Linked DNA regions of Sus scrofa: region 2 is linked to region 1. The links are chromatin contacts, called in public Hi-C maps. All regions are on one chromosome and are shown on one strand. Each heading gives the region's core, a stretch centred on a gene start, on an enhancer-like site or on the middle of the called end of the contact. The rest is flanking DNA. Distances are from core to core; before and after follow the strand shown.

Region 1 (5,418 bases), core at 646-3,145:
GAAGATGTGTTTGTACTCTCTCGCCCCGACTTATCTGCCCTCCTTAGGACGGATGGCCCCTTAGGCAAAGGGTTCAGAAAGTAGTCTGACAACCACAGACAGCAAAACTAGTTTGTCAGTTTGTGGCTGGTGAGGCTATCTTCCCAGCACATGGGGAACCTCAGAAACCCTCCACTTCTCACCTCGGTTACGGCTTGGATGGATGCACCGTGTTTCAGTAGGAGTTCCATGACTTTAATTCGGTTTTTCTTGCAGGCGATATGAAGAGGGGTAAAGCCATTCTGCAAGAGAAAAAGATATGCGGGTTCCATTACATTCCACCAAGATCCTCTTCCACTGGACACGGTAAAATCGATTTGCTAAAGTAAGGTTCGGCCAAGAACTGGAAATGAGCAGAAACGACGAGGATTTAAACCAAATGTTGATTCTTGTTTGGAAGCAGAGATGGCCTACCTGCTCCCAGGAACCCAAGGTGCCCTGCTAATCACAAACAGGAGGCAAACGTTGGTGACAATCTCCTGGTAGCTAAAGCAAAAGGCCGTGCATTTTCTTAGACTATTTTATTCTGGAATTCACTCTGAAATAATTGGTCCTTCCTCTAGTTCCTTTCAAACACAGACTAAAAACAGCTGGGCCAAACTTTTGCTCTCACCGCCAAAACTTCACCAATGCCTATTCTGACTTCTCTGCTGCATTTTAGGACAACTATTCAATCAGAGCTTAAATACTGTGATTTCTTCCAAGTGTTACGATTAACTTCTTAAGATGGACACTTAAGGAGTTCCCATTGTGGTGCAGTGGAAACAAATCTATTATCCATGAGAATGTGGGTTCAATCCCTGGCCTCTTTACTCTATCCTCTTTTGGGTTGGGGATCTCGCTTTGCTGTGGCCGTGGTGTTGGCCGGCAGCTGCAGCTCCAATTCGACCCCTAGCCTGGGAACTTTCATGTGCCGATAGTGTGGCCCTAAAAAGAAAGAAGAGAAAAAAAAGATTGACAGTTAAGATTTTTTCTAGGCGTTCCCATCGTGGCTCAGTGGAAATGAATCTGACTAGCATCCATGAGGATGCAGGTTTGATCCCTGGCCCTGTTCAGTGGGTTAAGGATCCAGCATTGCCATGAGCTGTGTTGTAGGTCACAGACATGGCTCGGATCTCACGTTGCTGTGACTGTGGTGTAGGCCAGCAGCTACAGCTCTGATTCAGTCCTTAGCCTGGGAAGCTCCATATGCCATAGGTACAACCCTAAAAAGAAAAAAAAAAAGATTTTTTTTTTTCTAAGTGTGAAGTAGTTGCTTATGTCAAGGAAACAGAAAGTTAAATAACTCAACACTATTTGGATTATTGGGTTGAATATTTCACCCAATAAAAGAATCTGCTTTTAAACAAATTATCTACCAAATTGGATTGCCTGCTAACTGAGACCATGGAGCCTATTTGAGTTGCCACGGACAACTATAGAACAACAGGGTCCACTATGAAAGCTTAGGTCAAAGTTACTGCAGGTTCTTCTGTGGCTGTTTTAAGACCATTTGCCAGGCCATAGTCCATTCCAGATGACCAGCTACATACAACCTCCATGACCTCCTAAGGTTGTGAAATCTTCAGAGTCAGCGGGAAATGAAGTTGACAGCCCACACCCTGTTTTAAGGCTTTCTTTCTTGCATGGAAAAATGAGTCATGACTGTTCATTTCTTTTCCTCCTTTCAAGTCAGGATCCAATCTATGTCTGATATTCCAGGCTGATCAACAGCTCTTGAAATGCTACTCTGGGAAAAGCTTTTAGAATTTCAGTGGAAGCTTCCTAGGGTCTTCAGTGCTCCTCTCTGCCCTCCCTCTCCTTCCCACTCCAATTCTCAGAGCCCTCGGAGCCCCAAGGGCACTGGGGACCCATGCTGCTAGGGTGACCCCATCAGCTGCAGGGGAGCAGAGACCCTTCCTAAAAGGCTTGATCACATGACAGCCTATACTGCCAAATTGTTAGTAAACACACACACATTTTCCCTAGCACTTGGGGACATATTTTTTTCCATGTAAACCTATGTTTACGTGGGTGCTTATACTGAACTGAATCCAAAGAGCCCACTAAATTGCAGCCATTTATTTTTCTAAAGACAACAAACACCATCTCATTATGAAAATCAAACTATGTAGTACAGCTGAGGATTAAAACAGCAACTCATTGTAGGAATTAAGAATACAAACCATCGGATCTGATGTGGCTGTGGCATAGCCACAGCAGCTCAGATTTGACCCCTAGCTTGGAAACTTCTATATGCTGCATGCGTGGCTGTTAAAAAAAAAAAAAAAAAAAAAAAAAGACTACAAACCAGACCCAACTTTGTATTATAAGGAAAAAGAGAGGACAGGTACTATTTCATTAACTTACATGGTTAATGTACCATCAAATTTCAGCTCACAAATTCCTAGACCTCTCATGTTCAAGATAAAGATTTTTGGTTATTTTGCCTCATATTTTTAGATCTCAGAAAAAACTTTTAATTCACAGAGTGATAGATTTACCTACCAGAAGATAAGGTGACTGCCTCCATAGTTTTACACTTGAACAGTCTTTGGGCTTCATTTACATAAGAAAATCAGGAGCGTGACATTATGGTTAATGATTTAGCCTCACCAGCCACGCTATTTCCCTAAAGGCTATTTGAAGGTTGACCAGAAGGACACTTTACTGAACTAGATTTTCTGCGTTCACCTCCTGAAAAGGAATCCCTTCCCATGCAACAGTAGGTAGCCTGTGGTCAGCAAGATGACATAGGCTGGACTTGTTAGTTGAGCCACTCACCAGGGCTTTGGCATTGGGGTTAGCTTTTTTGTCCAAGAGAACCTTGGCGACTTTGTAATGGCCACAGTGGGCAGCCACGTGCAGGGCGGTCAGATAGTCATTGGTGACGTCATCCACAGGCACGTTATGCTGGAGGAGAAGCTGGACGCAGTTTAAATGATCCCCTTGTGTAGCCATGTGCAGTGGAGACAATCCATTCTAGAAATCAGAAGAAAAACAGAGTTTATTGTTTTACCTTCCAAACACGGATGTGCCATACAACATGGTACAAATACGAATGTAAGAAAACCCTAGATTTTCAACATGAAAATACCTTTTTTTTCTTTCCCTTTTCTGGCCATGCCCACAGAATGTGGAAGTTCCCAGGTCAGGGATCCAACCTGTGCCACAGCAGTAGCAATGCCTAGTCCTCAACCCACCAAGCTATTAGGGGACTCCATCTTTTGAAAAGGTTTTGTGACAAGTGTTTCCATCTATGGCTACTTTTCAAACTCGTCTTCCCACTTCTTCTATCAATGGAAAACAAAATTTCAAAGACAACTTCTTTCTTTGATTTAAAAAGACCGCGAAGTCCACTAAGGTCCATTATTTACTATATTCCCAATAAACTGGAATTCTTAATATTTAAGACTGAAAGGATAAAATAAAGGCGGCAACAGATGGGTGTTCACTAGACTGGTTTTTATCTTGTCCGTGTTACCACCACTTGGAATTGAATACTCTATTGATCACTTTTAAAAAAGTTCTGAATATAACACATTTCATCATCTATCACCATAGAAAGGAAAACTTTTCCCTTTTCTATCAATCTAGTGCCCCCATGTGTCTATGATGAGGAAAGGCAAGGCTTTGATGAACTCAACTAAGGCTGGCCTCAGTTAAAGTCAACTGGGCTCAGTGACAGGTCATCAAATGCAGTAAGAATAAGTAAAACAATCATTTTGAGAGCATGAGTGGGGCCAAAGGTTAAAAAAAAACCTTTAAAAAGGCTAGAGTAACATTTAGCATTCAACACACGTTTCCTAAGGAAGGCAAAAACAAGGTAGAAGATGTCAGTCCCTTCAGGTACCCTTTCAATGTGGAGGCAACATGGAGAAATCTGGGGAGTTCCTAGAGAATCCAATTATCAAGAGAGGCTCTATTAATTACTGTAAACTAGTTTAACCTATGCTTGAGGTGGGGGGAGTGAAAATTCAGTTTCCGAAAGAACTGTCATCAGTGGACTATCAAAATAGTGATTTATTAAATACACACTAATGGGAGTTCCCATAGTGGCTCAGCAGGTTAAGAACCTGACAGAGTATCTGTAAGGATGCAGGTTCGTTCCCTGGCCTTGCTCAGTGGCTTAAGAATCCCGCATTGCCATAGGCTATGGCATAGGTCACAGATGTGGCTCAGATCTGGTGTTGTGGCTGTGGCATAGGCCTGTAGCTGTAGCTCTAATTCGACCCCTAGCCCAGGAACTTCCATATTCCGTAGATGCAACTGTAAAAAGAAAAAAATGCATGGACAGACTCGGTATTTCTGAATCTTCTGGGCCAAGTTAAATTCTCCTAATTTATTCATGAATGACATAAAACAGGACTTCAAGATAAGGAAAAAACAAAAACAAAAACAAGCCTTCCTTTAGCTGCTGTCATGGCATCACTCACGCACCATGTCACATATTTCAACTATCTGTGTTACTCGAAAGCAAAAAGTTCATGGGTTCTACTTTCCCCAAATTGCCCCAGCAAAGAGCTGAGATCCATGCATAAATAGAAAGAGCTCCATAAATATCTATGTAAATGTAAAGCCCTCATATACTGTCAGTCAATCAGGATATTTCTGCCTAAAAAATTCCACTCAAACATTATGAACCAAAGTAGAAAGGAAGGTGCAACAAAGGATGAGGACAGTCTCATTTGAGATTCTCCCACCCACGAGCATATGCACTCATTTATTTCCTGCCAAAACATTCCTCTGCTTTATGTTTGGATACATTCTTGGGAGAAAATACGAAGTAAACAAAGCAACAAAATCTGAGAGAACAAATGACTTAGTGGAGAGTAGAGATGGGAAGCAGTGACAATAAATGAAGGAAATTCTCTAAGGAAACATAGAACAACCATATATGAGTGGGGAACTTATAGGTCATTAGGGAAGGACAAGGAAAAAGTAAAAATTGACACATAAATCAACTATACTTTAATAAAAATAATTAAAAAAAGAAAGTAAAGGTCATACATTCTTGAGGAGGGGTCTTATCACATACAGCATCTTTATCAAGCTGAAACTATGGATCCAGTATGAAGGGTTTTTTAAGCTCAGAAAGAGGGAAGTCATTCAATGACTATTCAGGGAGGGTCTCCTATGTGCCAGGATCTGCATTGTATAAGGCAAAGCTCTTTTTTTCATTGCACTGAAGGGGCAGCAAACAAGGAAAGAAAGTAAGAAGGCCTGTCTGAGAAGATAACATTTGAGTTGGGAAATGTGTGAAAACTGTAGAGATCTGGGACAAATGGAGAAAACTCAGTCTGGGGGAACAGGAAATGAGAATAAACTTAGTGTATTCTAGGACGTGAAAGGAGGCTGATTGGCTGCAAGATGGTAAGGGACAGAATGAGAGATGAAGCA
Region 2 (5,651 bases), core at 745-3,244, 530 kb after region 1:
TTTCGAATTTAACTAGGTATTCTGTATTCTTACTTGTTAAAGCTGGCAAACGTACCCCAATTTCTTCCCAATTTTATTACTGGATAAAAATTTTCATATGGAAAAATCAGAAGAAGGTAAACCACATAGGTTGCACAGGAAGCGATACATATGCTCTGAGTTACACTCAGCCAATCAAAGGCAGCAGAGCGATGATGCAACAACACGTCTCATACTAAGACATGGAAATGTACAAGCACTCTGTTATTTTAACCAAGAAGCAAGTTTATTTATGCATTTTTTTTTTTTTTTTTGGCCGTGCAGTGACAATGCTGGATTCTTAACCAGCTGTACCAACAAGGGAATTTACCGATATATTTTTAAATGCATGTTCTTCACTTATGCTATTAGCTAGGGTTTGGATTTCTAGGTGTTAAATCAAAATTCACTTTTTAAATTGTTTATCTTTTTTTCTAATTAAAGCATAGTTAAGGGGTTCCTGTTGTGGCTCATCAGGTTAAGAACCCGATATTGTCTCTCTGAGGATATGGGTTCAACCCCTGGCCTCGCTCAGTGGGTTAAGGATCCAGCACTGCCGCAAGCTGTGGCATAGGTCGCAAGTGTGGTGGTGTTGTGGCTGTGGTGTAGGCCTCAGCTCCAGCTCCAATCTGCCCCATAGCCCAGGAATGTCCATATGCCACAGGTACGGCCATAAAAAGAAAAAATAGGAATTCCCACAATGGCTCAGCAAAAACAAACCCAACTAGTATCCATAAGGATGTGGATTGCTCAGTGAGTTAAGGATCCACGTTACCCTGAGCTGTGGTGTAGGTCACAGACGCAGCTCAGATCCTGCATTGCTGTGGCTGTAGTGTAGGCCAGCAGCTGCAGTTCTGATTCAACCCTTAGCCTGGGAACTTCCATATGCCACGGGTGTGGCTCTAAAAAGACAAAAAAGAAAAAAGGAAAAATAAAAGTGATAAGGTATAGGTGATTCAGCGTTCATTTTTAAAATATTTTAACTTTCTATTTGCCAATTTATATTTTCTTGGACAAGTTATTGAGATCTTTAATGATCTAATTTCCATACCTATATACTTTGAAAATGCTATTAGGTAATCTATCCCTTCCTGACCTCCCCTCCAAGGGCAGGAGGAAGGGAGGAGGGGGAGAGGGGAGGACTAGAAAGAGGAGGGGAGAAGGGGGGAGGGAAGGAAGGGGAGGGAGAGAAAAACCTACATTTTCCTATGTTATGCAGTGGGAGTGGGGTACAGATCCAGCCACATGCATGGAAATAGGGCAGGCGTGTGGTTACCATCCATCACAGCTGAGGAGAGGGAGAAGAACCACCCCACTCCAGGGATGAGCCAGATGTTAGAGACAGAAAGGAGTTCCCCTTTCCTCCCAAGAGGATGTAGAGAGGTCCCCTCCTCACAGTCAAACAAGAATGTTCTCAACTACAAATACAAGCAAAAAAATATGTTTAAGGTGTTGGTGAATTAAATACAACATTAACATGTTCAAAGCAATTTTTGTTGGACAGGACAACTCTTACCACCTTTTGAGCACTGAAAAAAGAAACCAGAGAAGTGAAATGATACAAATGTCATAAGTATTAAAAGTCTCAATCTCTAAAGACACATCAAGGTCTAAGATGTAGGATGCAGGGTCATCTTCTGGAAGTGTCTTTATATATTTATACTTTACAACCCCGTCATTTTTCTGTTCTCCTCATAACCTGACTTGTTTCCTCCTCAAGCTGTCTCCACTTCTACCACTGCAACTCACAGTCTCACCGTGACTCCTCTTTCCCTTTATTCCTTCCCACTGAGCACAGGGCCAGGCCCTCTCCAGCACTTCAGAGGGGAGGTTCAGAGCCTGTTCGTGTGCATTGCCATGCAACATCGTTGACTCTACCCCCAGCAGTTGATATTCATTTCCCCTATTCTGGAATGGCCCTGAGTCTCTTTCCCCTTTTGGTTAAGACAGCATTTTTCCATCATTAGCTTACAACAGACCTGGAGAGTATGTTAAACCGCAGGAACCACCCAGGACACACACACACTCTGGATAGAGCTGCTCTGGATTAGCAAGAAAAAAACTGCTTATCCAGTAAATTCCCAGGTGGCTTTGATGCTGTTGGTTTGGGGGTCACACTCTGAAGACCACTACATGTATAAAATCCCACTCTTTGGCTTATTCCAAACAACCCTATTTTACTTTCTAAGAAGAAGAAGAAGGAAGCTGCAGGAACCTAAGGCCTCACTCTTCTCCACAGCAGGAAATAACCAGAGGAGCCAGAAATAACTCATCAGATTGGGGGGAGGGGGGGCAGGGGGAGGGTTGGAATTTAAAGTCTGGCCTGCCTTCTCTCCCAAGTACTCCTGATGAGAAATTGAGACTCTGGGGAGAGAAGGTGCCCCTGAAATGTTAAGAACTACTTCAGAAATAACTATTCCTAGGTCTGGGGACCACTGTAGTGTGGCATTGATTATAGTACTTAAGGGACCCAGCCATCTACAGAGGCCGACCAACTCACAGATATAAATAAGCACCAGCTTTACAACAGCAACATCTGATGGGTCATTTTCACATCACTGGCATCAGGGGGTGGGCCCTTCTTGCTGCCAGGTGCCAGGAACTTCTTAATCACAGGGATATTATTCATTCCTGCTGGACAGGAGAAGGGTGGAAAGGACACCGTAGAATGTCTCTTTCAATGCAAAAAAAAACCAGTTTCAAGCAGGTGCACATCAGCCAGGCTCAGCTCATTACCATCAGGAAAATTCTGAGTTTGTTTTTTTTTTTTTTTTAGGGCTGCACTTATAGCATACAGTTTCTCATGCTAGGTGTCGAATCCCAGCTGCAGCCACTGGCCTACACCACAGTCACAGTAACTCGGAATTTGAGCTGTGTCTGCAACCTACACCACAGCTCGTGGCAACGCCAGATCCTTAAACCCACTGAGCAAGACCAGGGATCGAACCCACATCCTCATGGATACTAGTCAGATTTGTTTCCACTGAGCCACAATGGGAACTCCCTAAGATTCTTTAAAAAAAAATGTTGCCGGGGGAGGGAGTAAGATGGAAGGGGAGTTTGGGGTTGGTAGATGCAAAACATTTTATTTAGAATGGATAACCAATGGGGTTCTGCTGTATAGCAGAGGGAACTATATCCAATCTCTTATGAGAGAACATAATGGAAGATAATATGAGAAAAAGAATGTATATGTATGACTGGATCACTTTGCTGTACAGCAGAAATTGGCAGAACACTGTAAAACAACTCTTAATAAAAGAAAAATTATAAACAAGACAACAAACAAACAAACCAAAAAACCCTCTTCAGACAAAAGAGATGGCTGGAGCTCTGAGAGCCGGCAATTTTTGGCTTGTGACCTCTTGGTTCTGAGAAGCAGTCTAAATGATCAGACTTGGTATATCACCACATTCACATCAAACAGGTGTTTCTTCTTTCAGGCCCTGATTGAATGGATGCCACTTATGAGCTACAAGCAGAGAAGGGCACTTTTCTGAACCAGCTTCCTCATAACCACGTCCCCCCGACAACTGTGGGCAAGGAAGGTGAGTGTTCAATAACTTGAGTTGTTGGTTTGTTCACAAAGCTATCCTTCAGCTGCTTTCTGGCAGGCAGCAGCTTAAACCCATTTGATGGGCTCCATCCTGCCTCTCCCGATTCCCTGCTGAGGGTTTTCATTTTCCTGTGGTGACGAACTCTTAGTTTTTCGGAGACTTATACTCTCTCTATATACACTGCTCGGGTGCTGCTGGGTCCCCACTCACACTTGAACCCATTTCCATCTGGCTTTCACCCTCTCTACTCTATAGAAACCTTATCAAGGGCACCAATGACCTCCAAGTTTCCAAATGTGATGGATCCTCCTTTGGCATAATCTAACTTAGCCTCTGAGCAGCCTTGGATAACTGACGCCCTCCATCAGAAAGCCCCGTCTTCCCAAGTTTCACGACACCTCATCCTAGGTTTTCCTTGGCCACGCCTTCTCATCTCCTATCAATAGCTCCTTCCACACTCAGTTGCTTTATGTCAACGACACTCCCCTCTCGCTACTCTTTCTCTGGGTGGTTTTAAACATCTCTAAGGAGGGAGTTGCCACTGTGAGCAGTGGGTTAAGAATCCGACTGCAGCAGTTTGGATCACTGCAGAGGCGCAGGTTCGAAACCTGGCCCAGAAACTTCAAGATGCAGCCATAAAAAAAGAAAAAAATCTCTATGGCTACAAACACAATGAAAGATTCTGACCTCCTTTCTGAACTCCTGTAATGTATAGTCAACTGCTTACTCAACACCTTCCATACATATCTCCACTTTAACATACTCAAAACCAACCTCCTGGAGTTTCTGCTGTGGTGCAACAGGATCAGCCGCATCTCTGTAGCACTAAGATGCAGGTTCGATCCCTAGCCTGGCACAGTGGGTTAAGGATCCTGCATTGCTGCAGCTGAGGCATAGGTTGCAACTGTGGCTCAGATGTGATCCCTGGCCCAGGAAATCCATATGTCGTGGGGTGGCCAAAATAAAAAACCAAAACCAAAAACCATCCTCCTCATTTTCTCTCCAAGCTCACTCCCTGGCTGGTCTCATTCACTTCTGGGATTTGCACCACCATCCTCTGAATTGCTCAACCAAGAAACTTGAATTTCATTCTTGATTCCTCCCCTTCCCTCACACCTCCTTTGTTACCAAGACCTGTAGATGTGAACTCTGACATACACCCAGAGCCACCCACTTCTGTCACCACTGCCACTCACCTAGTGCAGGCCCGCTATCTAGCTTCAGAACCTCTGCAACTGGTTCCCGGATGGACTCCCTGCTTCACTCTTACCCCCTCATTAGCCATTTTCCTCCAGGAGCTAGAGTTATTTTTTATAAAGCATCATGTTGCTCCTGGTTTTAAACCCTTCAGGGGCTTTCCACTTGTTGGTTTTATGCTCCAACATCCATTTTCCCCTTCCCTGAAGTAACAGAGACATGATATTGTAGGTTCGGTCCCAGATGACTGCATTAAGCAAATATCCCAATAAAGTGAACATTGCAGTAAAAAAATTTCTTAAGGAACTAACTCATATTACCTTTGTGAGGTGAGGTCTATCTTTAAATTTGACCTCTTCTATGAAAACTTTGAAAAGTCTACCTCTCCCACAAGTGTTCACCATGAAAATAAAGATTTTAAGGACAAAGCATCAAATAAACTCTAATTTGCTTCTGAGAGCCGCTCTCAATTTCTTTCCCTCTGCATTGTCCAGGTTATCCTCCCTCTTTGCTTTTCTCCTACGTGGCTACAAAGATGAAAGAGGAATATCCGCAGGAGTACCAGAGAAGCCGAAGGCTGCAATGGAATCAAGATGGCACAAGGTGAGACGGGCTGGGACCTGAGACTCTGCTGCAGTGGCTGTGGTGCTTACACCTGGACAAACATCTCCTCGAGCAACAAAATACAAAGAAACTATAAGGGACTAAAAAGAACTGGGTACATAGCAGTTGGGGGCAAATGGGCAAATTATGGGCAATAAGATACAAAATAACTAAAAACCCAACTGCCCAAAAGCAAGATATACACATGCCCCCTGCACCCAACATCACCAAAGGGCTGGGCAGATCACAAAGGGTTAGGCAGACCACTAAAACACC

Evidence for each region. A called contact is a pair of places that touch in the nucleus more often than the background predicts.
Region 2: a contact with region 1 is called in a Hi-C map of embryonic fibroblasts, with 2.0 times the contacts expected there. The contact joins two enhancer-like sites. A contact is called at or near these places in 2 of 47 Hi-C or Micro-C datasets (embryonic fibroblasts and fetal skeletal muscle).

The regions. Positions count from the first base shown.
Region 1 is chr14:63,591,841-63,597,258 of Sscrofa11.1, forward strand. ANK3 (ankyrin-3) reads right to left here. Exons shown (of 47, transcript XM_005671012.3): 10 at 2,803-3,000; 11 at 183-281. Among named protein-coding and RNA genes, the nearest start is that of ANK3, 210 kb to the right of the region's middle. Within about 2 kb of position 1,896, at least 15 of the 83 cell types and tissues checked have an H3K27ac peak or open chromatin away from gene starts, as enhancers often do. A contact at or near this core is called in embryonic fibroblasts, where this site is marked.
Region 2 is chr14:64,122,762-64,128,412 of Sscrofa11.1, forward strand. The region is part of intron 5 of LOC110256822; the gene reads right to left. Among named protein-coding and RNA genes, the nearest start is that of CDK1, 110 kb to the right of the region's middle. Within about 2 kb of position 1,995, at least 2 of the 83 cell types and tissues checked have an H3K27ac peak or open chromatin away from gene starts, as enhancers often do. A contact at or near this core is called in embryonic fibroblasts, where this site is marked.